Regions from separate parts of the Rattus norvegicus genome. Here all the other regions are linked to region 1. The links are chromatin contacts, called in public Hi-C and HiChIP or PLAC-seq maps. All regions are on one chromosome and are shown on one strand. Each heading gives the region's core, a stretch centred on a gene start, on an enhancer-like site or on the middle of the called end of the contact. The rest is flanking DNA. Distances are from core to core; before and after follow the strand shown.

Region 1 (3,497 bases), core at 323-2,822:
CCATTCTCCCTCCCTCCCTCCCTCCTCCCTATTTTAAATGTAGATAGGGCGGCCCAAGGCTTTTGAATTTGAAGGGCCGCTATCTCGGGCCCATTCTTTTCATCATCCTGTTTTGAATGACACTGAGCACGTATAGATTCTCCCATAAAAGCACCCCCAGGATGCTGGGCTTCTTTCGCCAAGCTGCCAACTAATTTTGCATAGCAATTAGTACGGACTTCTCCAAGTCCGCAACGCAAACAACACTCCAGAACGTTTCACTGTTCCTGCGAGGTTTTCGATCACCCAACTCCGTGCCATTAGTATTTCAAACCAGAAGGGGAGGAGCTTGGGTAATGATTAAATTCCCAATTTGCGTGGAGACACAGTAATCCCTGACTACACGTTAATTCCAACCCTCGGCCGCGACCCGGCAGCTAGGAGCCAGCATGTGCGTCCTTTTAAAATCTATTCTACGTATTCACTGACCGCGCCGGGCCGGGCCACATGGTCCTCTCTCGCAGCCAGTCAGCTGTAGGCAGCAGATGGGATCATTTGCATTTTTCTTTTTATATTTTTTTCCACCGGTAAATTAAAGGATTAAAAGAATTTTTTCTTACGTCCTCATTGTTTACTAAAAACCACGCACGCGGCTTAAATGTTGACTTGGGCTTTTCTCTCCCCCGCCCCCACCCCCAAATCCCCGAAAGTTGGGGAACTGCGAGGGGTAGGTTTCTAATTTCTCAACTCGGATTCTGCAGCCTGGGAGGCTAGGAGACAGTCGCTCTCAACTAAGTCCGCGACTGGAGTTTCCCTGTTTTCCGCGCTGAGCCCCTGTGGGTCTGAGTTGGTGGCGTGAGGGTCCCCGAGCGCGTGTTTCGCTCTGCAGCCTCAAGCGGCAAAACTTGGGCTCTCGGAGCTCAGGCTTTACCGGAGAGGGCGGCCACCCTGCCGGGGGAGTGGCCAGGGAGCCCCCAGAGCCGGGGTCGCTGCAGCGTGCCCCACCCGCGAATCCATGCGGATCTGGAGGGGGGGAACGCACCCTGAAGTCTTTGTGCCCGGCGTGGCGCGGGAAGGTCCGCGCGAGGGTGCAGCGCCACCGCCGAGCGTCCCAAAAGCGGGGGGGCGCGGGCGGAAAAGACACGCCGCGTCGCCTCACCCCCCTCCCCCTGGGGTGAGAGAGAAAAGTAGAGAAAGAGGCACTGAGGCCACGCTCTAACCGGGAGAGCACGTAGCGGAGAATGCCGCGGGGCGCTTTCTCGTGGGTGCGAGCCGCCCTGATCGGCCGGCAGCCGGCGCGGGCCCACGTGGAGCCGCTGTGCAGGCCGAGCGCGCCCGCCCCGCAGCGCGCCCCAGCTCCCCGCCGCGGTCGCTCACGCCCGAGCGCCGCCGCCGCCGCCGCCGGTCCCGCGTGTGCCCCGCTGAGGGGGAGGGGCGGCGCGGTGGGGGCGGAGGGCTTGAGGTTCCACTGCAGCGGGGGCTCCTGTGTCCTTGTGCGGAAATGACACACGGAGTCCCGTCACGTCACGCGAGAGCGCAGCGCACGGACACACACAAAGAGAGGGGAAAATACACGGCGCCCGCCCGCCCGCCGCCCCCAGCCAGTCGGCGGGGCCGCCCCGGCCAGGCCCTGCGCGCTCGGCCCCCACTGCGGCCCGCGCGCCCGCCCCCCGCACGTGGCGCCCGAACTCGGCGCGGGCCCCGCTCCGCAAAGTAGCAACTCTCGTCCCAGGTGAGTGCGGGCCCCGGCGGGGGCCGCCCGCGAGCGGCTCGCCGCCTCCGTGCGGGCTGGAGGGGGAGCGGGCGCCCACGGGCTCGTCGCGCCCCATTGTGCCGCGCGCCCCTTTGTGCCCGCTCGGAACGCCGCGACTCCATGGCGTTCCGGGAGCACGCGCGCCGCGGCCGGGGAGGAGGAGGAGGGAGGGGAGGACGCACGGTGGAACGGTCCGCGCCGCCGCCGCCAGGCCGGCCCCACTCGCGCCGCGCGCCGGCTCTCCACCCCCGGCTGGCCGGCGATGGAGCAGCCGAGGGCCGCCGGGGAGCAGCTGCGCGGCGCCGGGTCGCTCGCGCTAGACCGGCCTGTGGCGGGGATGGAGGGGTGTCAGGGAGCAGAGAGGCGGGGAGCCGGAGGCCCCAGAGCCGCCGCTCGGAGGGACGCTGCCCCGGGGAGGCTGGGGAGGGAGCGAGGCCGCCGGCGGCCGGGAGCGGGTGGGGCGAACCCCGCCGCCAGGGGGCGCGGCGCCCTCCCGGGCCGTTCCACGGCGCTCCGTGGTTCCCGCTGCCCTGCTGGAGGCGGGCCCAGCGCGGCGCTCTGGGTGTGCACCCCGGCGAGAGCGAGGCCTTCCTGGCCGGCGGTGGAGGCGGCCCGGAGAGCTCGCCGCCCCTCGTGACTTGTGCCCGCTGTGATCGACGTGATTTCCCACGCATACTTGGCTCGGGCTGGGGCTGGGGCTGTGCCGTGCGGAGTTGTGAGGGCCTTGTGTGCCGGGACCGGCTCATCTGAGTTCTATTTTTCTTAAGTTTTTACTGGAGTAGAAGTTTGATCACTCAGGTGGCCCACTTGGGAGTGTTTTGTCGGTGGAGGCCAACCAGAGATGCTCTGAATTAGGGATCACTTTTAGGAGGCAGAGAACTTCCTTTTAAAAGTAACTTTTGAATGTTTCCCTACAAATAACGCGTCACGGGGTAGAGGGGACGGTACCAGGAATCTAAAGACGGCAGAAAACCCAGGCGAGTGGAGAACGTGTCGAAAGCTTGTAATGTCCAAGATAGAGGTTTTAATTTTTTCTCTTTTCCGGTTCCATGCCTGCGGTTTTTCTTTTTGTGACTATTCACTTTTAATTTATAGGTGTCTGAGTTTTGTTTTGTTTTTTTAAGTTTTATTTTCCGTGTATGTGTTTTGATTGCTTGTTATACATGCACCGTATCCATGCCTAGTGTTCTGGGAGGTCAGAGGAGGACATTGGACTTAAAGCCACGTGGGTGCTGCGAACCCAACCCACGACCTCTGAAGGAGCAACAAGTGCTCTAAAACGCTGAGCCATCTCTCCAGCCCCTACTTTGTAGTTTCATGTGTAACCTTACAGGACTTAAGCTTCCTCGAGTACTAGGATTTGGCCAGGATATTTTTTTTTTCTCTTTCTTTTTTGAGACAGTCTCTTGTGGCCCCTGCTGGCCTCAGACTTGTTTGTTACATAGCCTGGGTGATCCTGAACGGATTTTCTTCCACCTGTCAAGTTGGGATTACAGGTATGCACTACCGCACCCAATTTTTTGGGTACTTGGTGGAAATCAGGACTTTAGTTATGCCAGGCAAACATTTTGCCAACTGAATTACATCACCAGTCCCAAGATTATCATTTATACATTTTTAAAAACCTAAACATATATATATATATATATATATATATATTCCCATATCAGACACAAGACACACCTACAACCGTTATGGGCTTTGCTAGAGATTCTTTTTGTTTTTGTTTGTTTTGTTTTTTTGGTTTTAGTCAGTGTCTTACTGT
Region 2 (3,497 bases), core at 323-2,822, 510 kb before region 1:
CCCTGTGGTTAATACCACTTTTAAAAAGTGGGGATTATGTTATTTGGGTAGGCAGGAAGCAAAGCCACATAGCTAGTAACCACATAAGCCCAAACTCACACGATATCAAAAAATGAAATCTGCCCTCAACTATCCCGTCTCTGAGCATCCCCCATGTCCCCACTTTCCTGGCCTGTTTGCCCTCAGCCCCTGCCTGCACTGGCCCCTTCACGCTCAAGTTCAGAGTAGTCAGGACATTTGGCAGAGGCAATCATCTTAAAGAAGACACTGGCAGGAGCAAGGGAGAGTCTTTCTGCAACTTAATTAAATCACCACGTCCCCACTAATAAGAAGAGAAGTCTCCCCAAGCCAGGAATTTGAAGGTCAGACAGTGACCCTCCCCCGCCACCGCACCCCCCCGCACCCCCCCCCCCCCGCAGGCATTGAGCTACCTCCTGGCCAGCCCACTGCTGACATCTTGTGGTGGAGAAATAGAGTCCTGTGCATTTCCTAGTTCGTATCAAGTCGAGGGCCAAACTCTTAGGAATCGCCAGACACACCCCACACCCCCAACCTCTTCCAGGATCCCCTTACAAAACCTGCAGCTGAATCCACAGGGCTAGGATTGGTGACAGCTGCTGACCCCACCCCAAATTCCTGTGGGCTTTGCTGAATTTCCTCTGGGTTGGAGCTACCCAGCTCCTGCCAAGCCAGGGCAGCAGTCACACGCCCTCTAGGTGGCACCTGCTGTCCAAAGGAGAGGCTCACACATATATAGCCTTCTCCAAAGGATGGTCATCTGAAATAAAGATTTACCCATACATGTCGTCTGAGCTAGACACTTAAAGGTCGGTCTACTTGGGGACACTGCTTCTGCAGTCATAGGATGCGAATGGGCTTGGGAAAGAAGTCAGCACACCCTTCAGGACATAGGTTATGTGGCAAGAGGCCTTCTGTGAATACCATTAAGGTAAATGACACTTTAAAGGCAGAAGTCACCCAGGGACTCGTTTGATGGCAGCAAGGAAAGGGGTGACTGATGTCTGAATACAGAGGGTTCTGCTCAGTTCAGGCGGTGCCTTGCCGTTTTAAAATGTGGCGCGCAAGAATTTCAGCTCAAGGTACCTTTAATATTCCTAGTGGGGATCACCAACATGGCTGTAATTAGTTTAATTAATTAGGCTTGTAAGAGTTCAGGGTGATCTATGGGAAAGCATCATGATCGCTCCCGTTAGAGCCAGGAGTCCAGAAGCACCTTCCCACCCAGCAAACGAACATTCTAGATTTCTTACAGTGTGGTCTGCAAACATACTTGAATCGTGAGCACATGGTTTTATTAAAGGGTGCAGATTATCGTTGGTGGTCTGAGGCACGGTGATGTGTACTTCCACCCGCCAGAACAGTCGCAAAACAAAGTGGCAGAGGGTCTAACTGGAACCTGTTGTGTGGTTCTCCGGTCGGAGATCTTTGCCCTGAGGGAGCCTGAAGCACTGCTTACAATGGACACAAAATAAACGGAAGTGTGGAGAGGGTAGTGAGGATGGAGGAGCCTTGCCCACCTCGTGACCATGCCTTGGTCCCAGGGAAGGCGGAGCCCCGCCCCTACAGCCCAGCCAGCTGTGTAAGAGGAGAAGGCTACTCTGAGGACTAGCCTGCGGTTTTCATTTGATCCAAAAATGGATCCAAAGCTCTGGTAATCTCATCCTGTCCTTCCAAAGAAGCAAGAGGTCAGGTCCTCAGACAGGGAACGCCCAAGGGGTTCCTGGGCACGCACCACAGCAGGCCCACGGGGAGGGATCTGGAAGCCACAGGGCAGGGAGCACTGACAAAAGCTGACCCGGAGTTTTGTGTCAGAAAATTACTTCCTTAATAAAAGACTTTAAAAAAGAAACATTATCTTTCCTTCTTATTTCTGTCTCTTTTTCCTTTCTGTTTTCTTGAAACTGTTTCTTTGCTTCTCCTTTTGTTAGTTAAGAGTTTACTAAGTCCCGTTTTGTGTGCAGCCCCGACTGGCAGCATAGCGAGTTCCAGGACAGCTAGGTCTATGCAGAGAGATCCTGTCTCAAATAAGTAAATTTAATAAATAGCTGGGCAGGGTGGTGTTCTGTGAGTTCGAGGCCAGCCTGGCCTACATATCGAATTCCAGGATAGCCAGAGCTAGATATTAGAGAAACCCTTTCTCAGAAACAAAAACGACAACAATTGAGTAGATACAAAAAGCCAGGTAGGGTGGTGGATGTCTGTGTTCCCAGCACTAGAGAGGCTCGCTCAGTGGTCTCTAAGCTTAAGGTCAGCCTGGTCTATACAGGAAGACTCAAAACAGCCACAGTATGGGGCTGGAGAGATGGCTCAGTGGTTAAGAGTATGGGCTGCTCTTCCAGAGGTTCAATTCCTAGCAACCACATGGTGGCTCACAACCATCTGTAATGGGATCCGACGTCCTCTTCTGGTGTGGGGGACGTTGAACTAGCATACATAAAATAAAAAAAAATTGCAAAAACAACTACAGTCTCAAAACAACAGCAGCAATAGGATTTAAATAATTATAATAAAAAAGGAAAGTAAGGGCCAGCAAGATTGGCTCAGCAGGTCAAGGTACTTTGTCATTCGAACCTGGTGACCGAAGCTCAATCCAAACAAAGGTCAAAGGAGCAAACTGGCTCATCCACGTTGACCTCTGGCTTTTACACGTACACTCTGGCTTGTGTGCGAGCACACATGCACACACATGCACACAAACACCCCCAAATGAAAGGAAAAATAAAAGGAAAGTGATAAACACTACACACATATTATGTTTCAGTTCTTTCCCTACATTGTATTAGCATCCATGGTCTTTTATTATATCTGAATATTACACAATGGCATACCACTGCACAAGAACTAGTAACAAAGCCCAGTGACCTCAGATAGCCTGAAATCCAACATGGCGGATACTCATCATGACTAAAGTGAATTATTAAAGGGAATTTTAATAGGAGTAAAACTTAAAAGTGTACTGTATCTGGACAAGACGGTACAGCTATTCAGAGCATCTGTCGCTCTTCAGGAAGATCCCGGTTTGAATTCTCAGAGCCCTGTGGAGCCTCTCAACCCCAGTCCAGGGTATCTGGTGCCCTCTTCTGGCTGCTCTGGGCACTGCGTGTATGTGGTACACAGACACAGAGCAAGCAAAACTGCCTGTATACATAACACGAAAGGTGCGTCTCACCCATGGTGCTGTATTGTGAGTAGCCCAGATGTTTCAGGAACTATGCTGCCAGCATTTGAAAACCATGGCCTGATTGAGAAGTCACTCGTGTCACTGATGAATGTGTCAAGTTCCAACCTGTGTCTTCAAGGTTTCCTTTTAACTGATACATTAACATTTAAGGAGACATTACTCAACATTTACGTCCCAGCCATACTCAATCACCGTTTTCAGCCAGGCACGGTTCCAAGAGCTCAGCAAAAACCAGCAAGCTGCTTCAGGGAGAGTTGAATGGGCTCTGTGGAATGTATAACAAAGAGTGTCGGTA
Region 3 (3,497 bases), core at 639-3,138, 270 kb before region 1:
CTTCCTCCTTGGATAAGCCAGAGAGCTTGGGCCTTGGAACTCTTTAGAATGGTAAAATATTTCACCTTTTACACTTATTTTTCACATTGTAGCATACTTGGATTTTATTGCTGTGAATTTCTCTTACATAGAACCTCTCTTGTGGGGAGACGGTTTTTAAACATTTCACCTTTAATAAAATATGGTAAGTTTTATCTACACTGATACACACACACACACACACACACACACACACACACACACACACACACACGTGTCTCATTATGGAGCCCTGGCTAACCTAGAACTGGCTATGTAGACAAGGCTGCCCTTGAACCTAGAGATCCTTCTGTCTCTGCCTCCTGAGTGCTGGTAAACATCACCATTTCTGGCTCAAAAATAAAATCTTTAAATCACCAGAGGTTTGGCATTCAAAGGGAGTCTGCAGGTAAACTTTCTGTGGCTTTAAAGCATCTTGTCTTGCAGTGTGAACAATTTCTCTGTCTTTTTAGTTCGTTTACATGACACGAACTTTATCAACTATGAATTTCGAAAGCTCTAGTGAATTTTAAAAACCATTGCTGAGAGTAAAATGTAGGTAACAAGTCTTCTATTATTTTTACATTACTCATCTCAATGTTACTTTTTTCTCCCCAGTGGACTGAATTTAAGGGTTTGTAATATTTTTTATGATTAACAAGGACTTCAACACTTGTCCCGTCTAATCAGAAAGGGCAAGAAGCTAGACGTGCTTGAGTAGGTAGCACCCGAAGGGCAGAGCAGCCCCCATCTGCAGTCCCAGGACTTGAGAGGTGGATGAGGTCAAGAAGTTCCAGGTCAGTTTGCTACACAGAAAGTCTCAGGCCACCATGGCCTAGAAAAAAAGTTCCATCCAGCACTGAAAGCATTGTCACGTTGACAATTTTATTTTAGCAACGAGGAGAGAGAATTTTTGGTAGCATATTACTTAATGTTGTGGTTAAGGGTATGTATTCAAAAAACCAGACTGTTAGGTCGGGTATGTGGCTCCGAAGTAGAGCACTAGCCTAGCGCTACTGCATGAGGCCTGGCCTCTATCCCTAGATTCCAAAGAAGAGGAGAAAAAAAAAAAAAGATACCAGATTCTCTGGCTTCACAGTCTTGCTTAATGTGACCATAGCAACTTAACAGTTTGGCTGTGTCTCAGTCCCCCCCCCCCCCCAAAATCCAGGGAATACTATTATCTTTAAAAATGCAGCAAAAGGTTAGGTGGGCTAATATGTGAAATGCACTCATGCCAGTGAATTTTCAATCCTGGTGCCAAGAAAGGAGAAGGAGCAAGCGACGTCTTATCCCATTCTCACAGCATCCTTATGCAAAAGGATTTGTCAGAGAAACCCTGGCACTTTGGCCAGGGAGCCGAGGGAAGCTGGGCTCAGACCCACCGATATAGACTTGCGTTCCAGTTCTGCGGGGGCCGTAGCAGAGACATCATCGCCCAGCTAGACGGGCCGCCCTCCCGCGTCCGCGGCCCCCACCGAGGACTTAAGGCGCACAGAAGAAAAGGGATTCCCAACCATCCTGCACCACGGCTGCGATCTCACTGCTGACTCACGACATGGATATTTATTTACATAAGCTTCACTCTGGCTGGGCCGGGGGAAACGCTGCAGAGACCCCGAGTCCGCCTTGATCAGGGGCTAAAGGGATGCCGAAGGGCGGACACATTAGTCCAAGGACAGAAGCTGCCATCCCTTCCCTCGCCTTCTGGTCATCGCCAAGGCCCCGCCCCTTTGGGGGAGGGCCCAGCTGTGCCGTAAAGTAAAGAACACACTTTGCCGCTTATCAGCCCGCCCCTATCTTTACGGCAGGCCGCATTTCATGCCTCCAATATGGCGTCCCCCATGTAGGCACTGGCTGTGGTGTCTACCGTAGGTGGCCAGTGTAGTTCTGAGCAGCCACTAGGGATATGCCAGTCTGCGCTGCAGAAGCAGCAAACTTTACTCCTGGCTACGGCTCTAGAAAGCCACACTTCTCTGAGGGTTTGGAATTACCGTTTCCTTTTAGATTCTAAAAGTTTCTCCTCAGCCCTTGTTTGTTTCTTGTGTCATTTCTGGACACCTTTCTCAGGTCCCTGACCCTCTCAGACTTAAACTATGAGCCTCCGGCAGCTGCTGTTGCGCTTGTCCGGTTATCTCGGGGCTTCTGGTCCCCCAAATCGCCACTGGTGGTACTTCAGATCTCTCGACACCATCTCCTCGGTAGGCTCCTGGCGTGGTCGGTCCTCCAGGTCTCCAGCCCATTGGAACCAGGTGGTGTCAGAGGCAGAGAAGATCGTGGGTTACCCCGCATCCTTCATGAGCCTCCGCTGCCTGCTGAGCGACGAGCTCAGCAACGTCGCTATGCAGGTGCGGAAGCTGGTGGGGACTCAGCACCCACTGCTTACCACTGCCAGGTGAGCGACCCCCTCTCCCACTGACCCTATTCGCCTTTTTTTTTAAAAGTTATTCTGGTTAGGACACTCATGCTAACTCTGGGTCTGGCCAGTTCTTTTATCCGTCCTTTCGTTTGATCTTTGAAGACATTCGTTGGTGTCCCTTTAAAATTCTTCTGCTTGGCTCAGCTTAGTGGATAAATGGTTTTCTTAAAAGAAAAACTCGAATGTGTTTTACAGTTTCGCTTAAATACTAGAGATCCAGATGCTTCATGGTTTGTCAGGATATCAGAGATGTATACTTACTTAGTCACATTCAATAAGTGGTATTTTAAAAATAGAATAGATAGAGCCTGGCAGTGGTGGCACATGCCTTTAATCCTAGCACTTGGGAGGCAAAGGCACAGAGTCTCAGAGTTCGAGGCTAGCCTGGTCTACAGAGCAAGTTAAATTGTTCACGTACAGAAAGATTAAGGCAAGAGAGACAGACAGAATAGACAGCTTTAACAGATATCCAAGTATTGGACTATCCAGGTCGAAGTCAGTATCCTCTGAGGCTTTTAGCACTTTAGCCAGACTAGTGCTAAACATGCCATTAAGGTTTTAAAAAAAAAAAAAAAAAAACCCTCATACCCCATGCTTTGTGGTTTCTTTCAAGCACACAGAAAAGTTACTAGAATAAAAATAGTCCAAAGAGGATTAGGGGAGATGTCTTTGCCAGTAACATACTTGTTGAACAAGTATTACACCCTGATTTTGACCCCTAGCAACCCTGTACAAAGGCTAGCGATTTGTAATCCCAGCACGGAGGTAGAAACTGGAGATACCTGTAGGTTGCTGGACAGTTAGTCCGGCTAAACCAGCAAAATCGGGGTTAAGCAAGAAACTCTGTCTCAAACTCTAACAGTGAAAAAGAAAAAAAAAGTTGAACAAAAAGACGGCAGGTGGGCTTCTGAGTGTCAAAACCATCAGCCCTGGAGAGATGCTGATTAGCATTGCTATGAGATCTGTCACAAAGTTATGGGAGGAATGAAATGCAGGCTTACAGTAGGACATCCTGGTGAAGAAGTAGAAAACTAGGTTTGGTGTGGCTGTAAATCAGCGT

Evidence for each region. A called contact is a pair of places that touch in the nucleus more often than the background predicts. HiChIP or PLAC-seq counts read pairs in DNA pulled down with a chosen protein or histone mark.
Region 2: a contact with region 1 is called in a Hi-C map of Schwann cells, with 4 times the contacts expected there. The contact joins the enhancer-like site here to the promoter of Bend3 in region 1. A contact is called at or near these places in 2 of 12 Hi-C or Micro-C datasets (Schwann cells and psoas muscle).
Region 3: a contact with region 1 is called in an H3K27ac HiChIP or PLAC-seq map of oligodendrocytes, with 4 times the contacts expected there. The contact joins the promoter of Pdss2 here to the promoter of Bend3 in region 1. A contact is called at or near these places in 2 of 12 Hi-C or Micro-C datasets (kidney and psoas muscle) and 1 of 1 datasets of contacts at active chromatin or transcription factors (oligodendrocytes).

What each region holds. Positions count from the first base shown.
Region 1 is chr20:48,560,811-48,564,307 of GRCr8, forward strand. Bend3 (BEN domain containing 3) reads left to right here and starts at 1,573. Exons shown (of 4, transcript XM_039099149.2): 1 at 1,573-1,711.
Region 2 is chr20:48,049,724-48,053,220 of GRCr8, forward strand. No RefSeq gene overlaps it. Among named protein-coding and RNA genes, the nearest start is that of Scml4, 120 kb to the left of the region's middle. Within about 2 kb of position 1,573, at least 7 of the 93 cell types and tissues checked have an H3K27ac peak or open chromatin away from gene starts, as enhancers often do.
Region 3 is chr20:48,289,975-48,293,471 of GRCr8, forward strand. Pdss2 (decaprenyl diphosphate synthase subunit 2) reads left to right here and starts at 1,889. Exons shown (of 8, transcript NM_001014249.1): 1 at 1,889-2,413. The coding sequence starts at 2,115.